2 separate regions of the Mus musculus genome follow, and region 1 is linked to region 2. Evidence: chromatin contacts called from public HiChIP or PLAC-seq data. All regions are on one chromosome and are shown on one strand. Each heading gives the region's core, a stretch centred on a gene start, on an enhancer-like site or on the middle of the called end of the contact. The rest is flanking DNA. Distances are from core to core; before and after follow the strand shown. Region 1 holds the start of Socs1 (suppressor of cytokine signaling 1). Region 2 overlaps Clec16a (C-type lectin domain family 16, member A).

The links. HiChIP or PLAC-seq counts read pairs in DNA pulled down with a chosen protein or histone mark.
Region 1: an H3K27ac HiChIP or PLAC-seq map of CD8 T cells shows a contact between it and region 2, with 13 times the contacts expected there. The contact joins the promoter of Socs1 here to the enhancer-like site in region 2. A contact is called at or near these places in 10 of 39 promoter capture datasets (the 3T3-L1 cell line, HPC-7-derived erythroid cells, embryonic stem cells and 5 more), 3 of 15 datasets of contacts at CTCF or cohesin (CD8 T cells, the G1E-ER4 cell line and large pre-B cells), 41 of 484 Hi-C or Micro-C datasets (the AML12 cell line, B cells, the BV-2 cell line and 25 more), 17 of 115 datasets of contacts at active chromatin or transcription factors (the 230-238 cell line, CD8 T cells, DN3 thymocytes and 10 more) and 4 of 9 other capture datasets (adipose tissue, liver, macrophages and 1 more).

The regions. Positions count from the first base shown.
Region 1 is chr16:10,784,242-10,786,941 of GRCm38.p6, reverse strand. Socs1 (suppressor of cytokine signaling 1) reads left to right here and starts at 1,406. Exons shown (of 2, transcript NM_009896.2): 1 at 1,406-1,511; 2 at 2,021-2,700. The coding sequence starts at 2,071.
Region 2 is chr16:10,723,937-10,726,636 of GRCm38.p6, reverse strand. All of the region lies in intron 21 of Clec16a (C-type lectin domain family 16, member A), which reads right to left. Among named protein-coding and RNA genes, the nearest start is that of Gm15558, 42 kb to the right of the region's middle. Within about 2 kb of position 1,341, at least 24 of the 459 cell types and tissues checked have an H3K27ac peak or open chromatin away from gene starts, as enhancers often do. A contact at or near this core is called in the 230-238 cell line, CD8 T cells, ECoMG-derived neutrophils and 6 more, where this site is marked.

The DNA of each region.
Region 1 (2,700 bases), core at 157-2,656, 60 kb before region 2:
TACCCCAAGAGGTTTTCCTCACTTTGCCTGGGCTGGAAGCACAGTTTGGGGATGGAGTTCACCAACCCCAGTACTACTAAAATAGGCTGGTACAAGGCCCTGTGTTTAGTCCCCAGCACTGCAAACAAGCATCCGTGATGCTTGCCAGACCAGAAAGACCTGAAGGCCAGTCTAGGCTGAGACGCGCTAGAGGGAGGCAGTGCTACAAACCCAGCCTTTATCGCCCACCAAGGGTTAGACTGACCATGGCTGCACCACAACCACAGCCACACAAATTCAAGCACCACAAGATAAGTTTGGTTGTGCTTAGGATGAAATATGGCGCTCTGTGCTCTGTCTGGGGAGACCAGGACTTGGCCTCAGAGCTTCAGAGGAGCCGCCTGACAGCTAACAGAGAAACCTGTAGAGGGCAGTGTGCGTCACTGTGAGCACAGGGAAGCCTGCACGCGAACCTCATCCGCCTTCATTCATAAACATCGTCAGCCAGGCACCCACTCCTGGCCTTTCAGGACAAACTGAATCACGAAACCACACAGTGTCCTAATGATAGGTCTGACTGCCTGGATCCTAAGCCAAGGTGTGCTCGGGGCCCCTTGTACAGGCAGATGCTTGCTGGAGTCTTGACCAAAAGTTTGGGGATTACAGCTTTTTTTGGAATCACAGCCCCGCCCGGGGCCTCAGTTTCTCCGGCTGCCCACGTAGTAAGAGTGCAGAGAGTGAGTCCAGGCCCCTGGGAACCCAGCCCAACCCCGCCCGGTTTCCGAGGAACTAGGCCGGGAGCGGGGGCGCCCCTCCCGCACCGCCTTAGGCTTCCTTTGAAGCCTCTGCGGTCAGGCCACCGCTTCCTGGGAAGCCCAAGCCAAGGCCAGGCCGAATGGCCAACGGGAGGGGCCCGCACGCGGCTCTGGAGGAGGGCGGCGGCCCCACAGGTCTCTAGGACTAGCTAGCCGGGTTCCAAGAAGGGTCGAGATTGCCAAGGCCTTCGGGTCCTGGGCAGGAAGGACCCTGGCAGGGAGGAGCTGCTTGGGGAGCACAGGGTCCAGGCGAGGCGGAGCCCTAACCAGAAGAATGCAGACACCCGGAGGGGAGGAGGCGTGTCAGCCCCGCGCTAGCATCCCACACGGCGGGCTGCGATTTGGGGCGAAGGTAGAGCAAAAGAGCGGGCACCAAGTCCTAAGCACCCCAGGCACGGAACACAAGATTCCGGTTGGAGCCGGAACCCCAGAGGTCCCAATGTGGGAAGGTGCGAGGCGAAACCAAGTTAGAGGAACCGTCTCCAGGGAGAGCCTCAGGAGTCTAGAGAGAACCCGAAAGACTTGCCGGAAAGAGAAACCGAAAGCGGGGGTGGGCTGGACCTGTGGGCGGGGCCTGCCTGGTTTAAGAGCCTGATGCAGGGGCGGGCAGCAGCAGAGAGAACTGCGGCCGTGGCAGCGGCACGGCTCCCAGCCCCGGAGCATGCGCGACAGCCGCCCCGGAGCCCCCAGCCGCGGCTCCCCGCGTCCTGCCGCCAGGTGAGCCAAGGCAGCTGCGAGGGAGCAGGCGGGAGGGGATGGGAGGTGATGGGAGCAGAGCCCGGCAGGACTAACCTCGCAGACTGTATGGCAGGGTCGAGGATGCCACGCCTCTGGCGCCCCCCCACCCCCGCCCCGGCTCCCCCAGGAGGCCCCTCGCTCGAGCGGGGCGCCGTCAGCCCCTCCTCTCCGGCCCTGAGCCCTGATCCTCCGCCCGGGTTCCAGTCCCCGGCGTGGCCAGTAGGCGGCAGCCGCGAGGCGACTAGCCACCAGCGGGGACGGCCGGGAGTCGGGCCCCTCTCCACGCCCCCTTCTCCACGCGCGCGGGGAGGCAGGGCTCCACCGCCAGTCTGGAAGGGTTCCGCATACAGGAACGGCCTACTTCGCAGATGAGCCCACCGAGGCTCAAGCTCCGGGCGGATTCTGCGTGCCGCTCTCGCTCCTTGGGGTCTGTTGGCCGGCCTGTGCCACCCGGACGCCCGGCTCACTGCCTCTGTCTCCCCCATCAGCGCAGCCCCGGACGCTATGGCCCACCCCTCCAGCTGGCCCCTCGAGTAGGATGGTAGCACGCAACCAGGTGGCAGCCGACAATGCGATCTCCCCGGCAGCAGAGCCCCGACGGCGGTCAGAGCCCTCCTCGTCCTCGTCTTCGTCCTCGCCAGCGGCCCCCGTGCGTCCCCGGCCCTGCCCGGCGGTCCCAGCCCCAGCCCCTGGCGACACTCACTTCCGCACCTTCCGCTCCCACTCCGATTACCGGCGCATCACGCGGACCAGCGCGCTCCTGGACGCCTGCGGCTTCTATTGGGGACCCCTGAGCGTGCACGGGGCGCACGAGCGGCTGCGTGCCGAGCCCGTGGGCACCTTCTTGGTGCGCGACAGTCGCCAACGGAACTGCTTCTTCGCGCTCAGCGTGAAGATGGCTTCGGGCCCCACGAGCATCCGCGTGCACTTCCAGGCCGGCCGCTTCCACTTGGACGGCAGCCGCGAGACCTTCGACTGCCTTTTCGAGCTGCTGGAGCACTACGTGGCGGCGCCGCGCCGCATGTTGGGGGCCCCGCTGCGCCAGCGCCGCGTGCGGCCGCTGCAGGAGCTGTGTCGCCAGCGCATCGTGGCCGCCGTGGGTCGCGAGAACCTGGCGCGCATCCCTCTTAACCCGGTACTCCGTGACTACCTGAGTTCCTTCCCCTTC
Region 2 (2,700 bases), core at 92-2,591:
TTGCTAGGCCCCGGCATAGTCTCACAAGAGACAGCCATATCTGGGTTCTTTTAGCAAAATCTTGCTAGTGTATGCAAAGGTGTCAGTGTTTGGAAGCTGATTATGGGATGGATCCCCGGATATGGCAGTTTCTAGATGGTCCATCTTTTCGTCTCAGCTCCAAACTTTGTCTCTGTAACTCCTTCCATGGGTGTTTTGTTCCCAATTCTAAGAAGGGGCAAAGTGTCCACACTTTGGTCTTTGTTCTTCTTGAGTTTCATGCGTTTAGCAAATTGTATCTTATATCTTGGGTATTCTAAATTTCTGGGCTAATATCCACTTATCGGTGAGTACATATTATGCAAGTTCTTTTGTGATTGGGTTACCTCACTCAGGATGATGCCCTCCAGGTCCATTCATTTGCCTAGGAATTTCAAAAATTCATTCTTTTTAATAGCTGAGTAGTACTCCATTGTGTAAATGTACCACATTTTCTGTGTCCATTCCTCTGTTGAGGAGCATCTGGGTTCTTTCCAGCTTCTGGCTATTATAAATAAGGCTGCTATGAACATAGTTGAGCATGTGTCCTTCTTACTTGTTGGAACATCTTCTGGATATATGCCCAGGAGAGGTATTGTGGGATCCTCTGGTAGTACTATGTCCAGTTTTCTGAGGAACCGCCAGACTGATTTCCAGAGTGGTTGTACAAGCCTGTAATCCCACCAACAATGGAGGAGTGTTTCTCTTTCTCCACATCCTCGCCAGCATCTGCTGTCACCTGAATTTTTCATCTTAGCCATTCTGACTGGTGTGAGGTGGAGTCTCAGGGTTGTTTTGATTTGTATTTCCCTGATGATTAAGGATGTTGAAGCCTCCCATTTTTAAGCCCAGTGACAGGGAATACTGGGCATGGAGTCAGGATCCCAGGTTCAAGTCCAAGTTCTGTCCACTCTGGCTTTGAGAGGTGGGATGAGTCCATTCCTGTTTACCTCTGCTTCAGCGCTTCCTTCCAGCAGCCCAGGCTGGCCTGCAGTCCTTGGCACTTGTTGGGCCTGAGTGCTAGCTGCCAGCTTGGGCAAAGGTTTCCCCCCAATACCCCACCAAGTCTGTCCTGCTCAGGCAGTGTATGAGAAACCCAACTGCAAAGATGACTAGTGTTCTGGGTAACAGCTTTCACTACTTAAGCAGCAAGAACCCTGTGGACGTGTTTCTGAGATAGCTAGCTTATTTCTATTATTCATTTCTCCCTTCACTTGCAGTTACAGAACCTGGCCACTAGGCATGGCCTTATAACTGAGTTGTGGCCATGAGACAGACATCAAAGTGGCATGTGGGATTTCCAAGAAGCTTCTTCAACAGGAAAGAGGGTAGGTACATCCTCTATTCTGCTTCCTGGAACACGGATGACAGAAGTCCAGCAGTCATCCTGGACTAAGAGGGGAACTCTTTATGAGGGAAGGAAGAACACTGAGTGGAGAGGAGCAGGGTCTCTGATGCCTCATGGATCCCTTGTTTACCCATATTCATGAAGCTGTCACTGGAGAGCAACAGAAACCTCCCTTCTAGCATTTTCTATGTTGTTGAAGCTAATCTTATCTGATATTGTGAGGAATGCCTTGTTAATGCAGGATACAGGCTACGTCCCCTGGTCATATTGGTATGCTGGCTCTGACCTTCTTCTGGTAGGGAGAAAATTGCCCTGAGCCTATGGGGCTGGTAGTTCTGGTGGAGTACAGGGATCTGGACATGGTAGGATGAAGAAAAAGGGGAGGGGCAAGTGATCCTGATTATGAATTCAACTTCCTTCCATGATGTAAGTGGAGGTTTTGGTAGAACCCAGTGGATGGACTGAGTTTCTTTCTGAGTTCAAACCAGAAATCAAAGATTCTAAAAGAGGACTAAGACCTTGAACCTGAGGGCGGTAAGAGACTGCACAGTATGCAGACAGGGACACTGGGGCCTGGGCTGAAGCTTTTTTAATCTTCCAAGAAAGCAGGGGCTGGTGGTGCCTTCTGGGTATTTGACTAAAATATAAGTGTTCCAGGTTAAAAAGCATTTGCCTTTTTGGAATTATGGAACTGGCTTGAGTCTATGTAGGGGATTCCACAGGGGCCTCTCAGAAGGTCAAGTGCAGAAGCCTGCTCAACTCAAGTGTCATTCTAAGGAGCTCCTACTCTGTGTAATGTAGGGCTACACCTGGCAGACCACCAGGGGCTCACTGCTTTCAGGATTAACTCTATCCTTACCCACAGACTTGTAGGGCTTGCTGCTCCCAGCATACATCTGTATCCCTCTGAGAACTGAAGCCCACCACCAGAGAAACAAGCCCTGAAGCCCTATAACAGAAGCAGCTAGTACTAGACCGACATCGGGCTGCATGCCAAATCAAAGTGACAGTAGGAAGACTTCTGTCACAGAACAGCACATTTAGCTTGAGCCTCTCAGGAGTTCCAGCTTAGGGGGAAAGCATAGCATGGTGGAAGTCTTGGGACCCACTGGTCACTGAGAGTCTGCATCCCTTGACCCTCTCCTGGCACGTCCCCGAGAGCAGCAGAGGAGACTTAGCTGCTTGCCTTTAGAAAGTGTCTCATTTATTCTGCCGAGAAGCCACCACATGGTGGCCTTCATCAAACTTACTTCTCTAAGCAGTGACACTGTGATTTCTACAAGAGTGAAAAAGGAAGTGCTCTGGTTGGTGCACTGCAGTGCCAGAGAGTGGCT